Regions from separate parts of the Mus musculus genome. Here region 1 is linked to region 2. A link is a contact called in public Hi-C data. All regions are on one chromosome and are shown on one strand. The core of a region is the stretch at or near the end of the contact, and the rest is flanking DNA. Distances in the headings are between cores, read along the strand shown.

Region 1 (2,700 bases), core at 98-2,597, 320 kb after region 2:
GGGCAAGATTTCTGGACTACGGGGGAAACCCTTTTTTTTTTTTTTGGGCCATGGTCTGTCTCCTCAAGAGGCTTGTTAGGCTGAGGCACTGAGGAGCACCCATCCATCATATTTAGCTTTTGTTCTCATCCTTTGGGTCTTATCCCTTTCTTACACTTGGGTCCCCATATACTTACATCAAGCTTCTTTTCTGCTTCAATCACACACAGTGGAGGAAATCTGAATGAGACACCCTTCTTCCATGTAGTGATGGATGTCTAAAGCTGTTCATTGAGATGTAAGTGCTTCCAGAGTGCCTATCCTTCGCAACTACACTATTCTGGCAGTCAACAGTCAATTAGGTCATCACCTTTCCAAAGTCAGGAATCATGTCTTATTTTTCTTGGAGTATCCATCACTGCCAGAGTCCTCAGTGGAACTCACCTGCCACGTATATTTGCGGCCTGGTAGGTTTCAGATGGCTTCCGAGGCATTGTACCAGTCTTAGCCCTGGAAGCTTCCAGAGCCCTGTGTTCCACAGTGCCGCAGCAAAGACGTTGGATCGGCTGTTGCTTCGAGTGCCTCTGGGCAAGTCATTAGATCTTTTTCTTTAATTTGCCTTTGCTTCCTGCAAAGGGAAAATGAGGTGAATAAATTGCCTCCATCAAGTGCAAAATTTAATGTGCTAAGTGTGCTTGTGTCTCCAGCTTCATAAAGGTATGTACTATATAAACACTACATGGGTGTAACCAGGAGCCTTTGAAAAAATCTTAATGTGAATTTATTTTGAAGAAAAAAAAAACCTATACCTATTCTTTTTATAAACATTTGTTAAGGCACGCACATTTTAATCTCCCCCAGGGATATGTTTCAGTGGGGGAAGCTTTATCTTGGCACAAGTTTAAGATCTCTGTGTCTTTCCTTTTTTCTCCACTCTCATTCACACAACACAAAATTCTCCACTACAAAGACACATGGACACATTATCTGATTAGGTCTATTTACCTTCTCTGTATATCTTTATTGGGCATCTATTGTACATGAGGTCCGTGTCAGGCTCTAAGGACATGATGTATAAAAATAGTCTCCTTGGTCACTAGGTGAGACAGATATTCGTGCATTCATGCGTGCATTCACCTATCCAACAAAGGAGCTGACTGTATCAGGCACCCTTTTAGGTTCTGGGGAACAAGAATGAATAAATAATACAAACAACTATTTGGTTCTCTAGGACACTTGCTACAGGGAAGCCATATGCTAGGTTCATTGAGAATGATGTCCCAGGGGAACTGTGCTGGGATTCAGTCTTGAAGGGCACACATGACGGAAAGTAATCGAAGTGGATGAGGACACAGGCAGGCTTATGTGCTCTGTAGAGCCGGGAGCTCTGTATAATTATAGAAGTGCTGAGGCCTGTGAAAATGGGACAGATCCAGGAACAGAAGTTCGCAGTGGCCTGACTGATCACTTTATGAATAGAAAAGAATTCCCTGGTATCCTGGGGGTGGGGGTGGGGGATGTATCTCGCTGAAGCTTTCTATTCAGAGACTTGACCTGCAGATGAGTGTGAGACAGTCGTGGCTGCCCTGTTTGTAAGAGGCATTTGACGCTGATTATCCTGCCTCTCCTTGAGAGTGGCTGTTGCAGGATTGGAAAGTCTTTGCATCAAAAGTAGCAGCTGTGTGGTGTGGTATCCCTGTGCTTCTCTTGTAGGCAGAGGGCGTTTTTATTATTTCAAGATGCAAGCCAAGTATTATCAGAAGGTGCTGGAGCTTGGGAGTTACCAAAATTTTGGATGATTCACAATGCAGGCTGTTAAACAGCATGACATCTTGATTTAACACTCCCCTGGCTAAGAAGCCAACACAGCAGTTTTAAAAACTGTACCCATGACTATGTGTGGGTCACTTCTGAGCCATTTGTATGTAATTTAGGATTTATTGAATTTTTTGGAGCATTCATATGTAATTCCAGACTTAACAGTTGCTCTGCAAACTATCAAATATTTATATTGTTTTCTTCAGATGTATTTATTATTTACTGTACATTCTATGAAATATTTACACCGATTTTTTAAAAAGAAGAGATATATATTATTTACACCGCCTTGAAGTTCCTCTCAACATAAGTAAAATGATAAGTTGAGGCTTAAAGACTCCCAAGGATGCTGCTCAGGGTTTGTCGGCAACCACACGGAGGCTCTGTCCCAGAAGAAAACACCTGGCAATAGCATTACGCAATTAAAGCTGATGTTTGGGACCACCCAGCTCTCTGTGGAGCTCCGACTTCCTCTAGCTCGCCAGTCTCAATTGGCAGAAGGGAAATTTAAAACAGCTCCTCCCAATGTCTCTCCTTGCCCTCCCAGGGTTCCAGGTGTCTTTACCACGCAGGCAGCACCTCCCGCCCATGTCTCTCTGGGACCTGGAACATCCCCCAAAGTGCAGAAGGAAATGCAATATAGAGCTTCCTAGATTACACCAGACTCCACTGGCTGTGTCACCAATCCCAGGCATTCCACTCTCTTCCTTATCCTAGGGAATTTCTGAAGGAGTCAGAGGCATAGCCTGGTCATCTATGCTCTTAAATACGTGCCTGTTGGTTCCGATTATCAGTTAAATGTGGGGACTTTTGGAAGAGAACCTTATGTATGTCATTTTCAGTATCATCCACACTTGAAACATCCTTGGATGATCCTGGATTCCCTCCTATCTGGCTGTCAGC
Region 2 (2,700 bases), core at 176-2,675:
TACCCAAAGCAAACCCCAAACTAAAAACCAACCCCCCAAACCAAACCAAACCAAATCAAACCCATTGAGAACCAAGATGACAGGGAAACATGTCTCATCTACCTGGCAGCCTCTGTATGTGTTGCATCAAGGAATGATGGGAGGTGAGGCTTTACCTGAGTCATGCTGATTGCTGGGCTGAGGGCAAGGATGTGTAAGGATGTGCGACCCTTATACTTTCTTTTGGGTATTTCCCATTGTCATTACATTGTCCCCTGGTCCTCAGCTTCCTCTGGAATGTTTGATTCATAATTGTAGCTTGAAGCCTTTGCTGATGTCCTGACCTGCACTCAACCCCCTCAGACCTAAATCCAAGTGCCCCCCAACCCCAACCAGTTGAATGTCTGTCTGCTTCAATGAGGAAAGCTGCCAGGAACTGGCACATAAACCAATGTCTTGTCTTGACCCTAGCTCAAGCCTAGAATGATTAGCAAAAGATCATTAGAAATGGCTGCTTGTTCTCTGCAACATTTAGCATCATAGCCATGGCTTCCTTCCTGATGTAGAAAAGAAATGGAAATGAAACAACACTGTAGTTTTTCAGATGACTTCTTAGCTCTCCCATATAAACCCAGAAGCTCCAGGCTAGAATCCATAAAAGCAAAGAAACGCAGTGCAGGTTACAGGGGCTTCTGGGGTGTGTATCTCCTAATCTGATAATATTTCTAGCCGAATCTACTTCCATTTCTCACCTCTTAACTGACTTTTCAGCTTCTACCCCTACAATTCTTATTTCCCTCAGAAGCAACTCTGATCCTTTTAAGTTGTGAGTCTGAGTGTGTCAACCTTCTGCTCAGTGTCTGGGCCTCTAGTGGCTTCCCATTGTTCTTCTGAGAAGAGCTGAAGTCTTGACAGTGGTCTCTGATGACTGAGGGCAGGGGCTGGACAGCGACTATTTTGGCCTTTGCCGGCCTGGTGTCTGTGTGCTCATCTGCTGTAGCATGAGCAAAGCCATGGAGGATAAGGTAAGGCACAGCACGGCTATAACCCGGCACATTACCACAAAGGGCACGGGGTTGGATCTGGTCCATGCCTGGCAAGCTCCTGTCCCTTTTAGAGATTTGGCCTTAGATACCTCTCAACCCTCTTGCCTTCTGCTCTCGTGCTATGCTTCAGGCCCATGGGCCCCTGCAAATTCGTCACGCTCTCACTTGGGCCTTGAAACTGGCTGGGTTCAATCTAGAATATTCTTCCCCTACAACTTTGAGTGACACATTTTCTTATTTTCTTTGTTTCTGTTTGTGGATCTTTATCGAGAGCTCTCCCCACTCCCTAATCACTTCATCTGAAATAGCAAAACTTACTTTTGGCACGCCATCCTCTTTACCCTGCTTTCTTCTGCTTGGAGACTGTTGCTACCACCTGACATCACCACTCATGGAATGAATAAATGATTCTTTCGGGGAAAATATTACCAGGTGCCTCCTTCATGCCAAGCAGGGAGCCGAAATTCCAATAGAGAACAAAACATAGGCTTTGTTATCGTTGTACACGAGTGGAGCTTAAATAAACATAAACATGGGAGCCAGAGAGAAGTGCTCTGAGTAAAATTAGGCTGGCCAAGGGGGCAGGTTGTGGGGTTCTTTCTCTTCGTTTGCCTTCTGCCTGGCTTCATCTGAGTTAGAGAAAGCCGTCAATCCCTCCTCCCTTTGCTGCATAGTTAGAATCTAAGAAAAACTCAGTGCCGACAGGGGGCGCCACAGCTCTGCAAAGAGGTGAGAGCCAGACCCAGGCTGTCAGGCTTCTGAAAAGGGCAGGAAGGGAGCTGAAGGCTGCAGCCTAGGGACTGGGAAGTTGGAAGTTATGGGATGTAACAGGATCTGAACACTACAGCAGCCTCACCGCAAGTGTTTTCCATGGAGCGCTGCCTAAGCTACGGGGCCTTGCAGAACAATGCGCTTTTAAGTTAGATGCTTAATAAATCAGCCAGGCATGCATTATTATGCCGCAATAGAGCCCTTGTTGTGTCTTAATGCTCAATTAGCCAGTGCAGAATCTGGGTCGGGCTTTCTATCATCTTGGATGTGTGGCGGGAACTGGCCCAGGTCTCATTGCTCTACCCGGGAGTGGATGCTTTTGTATCTTAGCAAAGCCAGGCACTAAGGTTGAAGGGAAGTCACAGATTGGGAGAACTAGACCTTGACACCGACCTTCCTCAAAGTGGTTCAACTCCAGTTGATATAGATGGGAAAAAAATCAGTTCACAGAGAAGTTACTTGGCCCAAATCTTAAGATGAGTGAGATTCAAAGCCTCCTTTCTGATTACTGATTCTGGGTCATATATTAGCTTTCATCAGGCACATTTTCAGGACACCAACGATGCCTTTCCTATGCCTGTGACAGGTGCCATAGACAGTAACGCCTTCCCACTGTCTGATTCTAAGTTAACCACTAGCCAGAAGAAGCCTCATTTATTTGAACACAAATGGATAATCAATTAAGAAAGAGCCAAACAAAGAAACCCCGATTTTTATATTTTATGGACATCCCAAGGGTGAGGGTCCAGTGTCCCCATGGTACCAGATTAAAGACAAGAGTAAAACCTTACCCTTGTTGAACCCTGCCTGCTGCCTCCTGGGTGTTCCGGCATTCTCTGGAGTGGAGACAGGTAGGCACGGCAGCTGCAGAGCATCATAGCTTGAGGGTCTGCTTTCTGCCTTT

What was found. A called contact is a pair of places that touch in the nucleus more often than the background predicts.
Region 1: a contact with region 2 is called in a Hi-C map of cortical neurons, with 4 times the contacts expected there. The contact joins two enhancer-like sites. A contact is called at or near these places in 1 of 484 Hi-C or Micro-C datasets (cortical neurons) and 1 of 9 other capture datasets (embryonic stem cells).

Annotation. Positions count from the first base shown.
Region 1 is chr1:76,245,059-76,247,758 of GRCm38.p6, forward strand. No RefSeq gene overlaps it. Among named protein-coding and RNA genes, the nearest start is that of Gm32737, 150 kb to the left of the region's middle. Within about 2 kb of position 1,348, at least 16 of the 459 cell types and tissues checked have an H3K27ac peak or open chromatin away from gene starts, as enhancers often do. A contact at or near this core is called in cortical neurons, where this site is marked.
Region 2 is chr1:75,924,191-75,926,890 of GRCm38.p6, forward strand. No RefSeq gene overlaps it. Among named protein-coding and RNA genes, the nearest start is that of Gm32622, 11 kb to the right of the region's middle. Within about 2 kb of position 1,426, at least 50 of the 459 cell types and tissues checked have an H3K27ac peak or open chromatin away from gene starts, as enhancers often do. A contact at or near this core is called in cortical neurons, where this site is marked.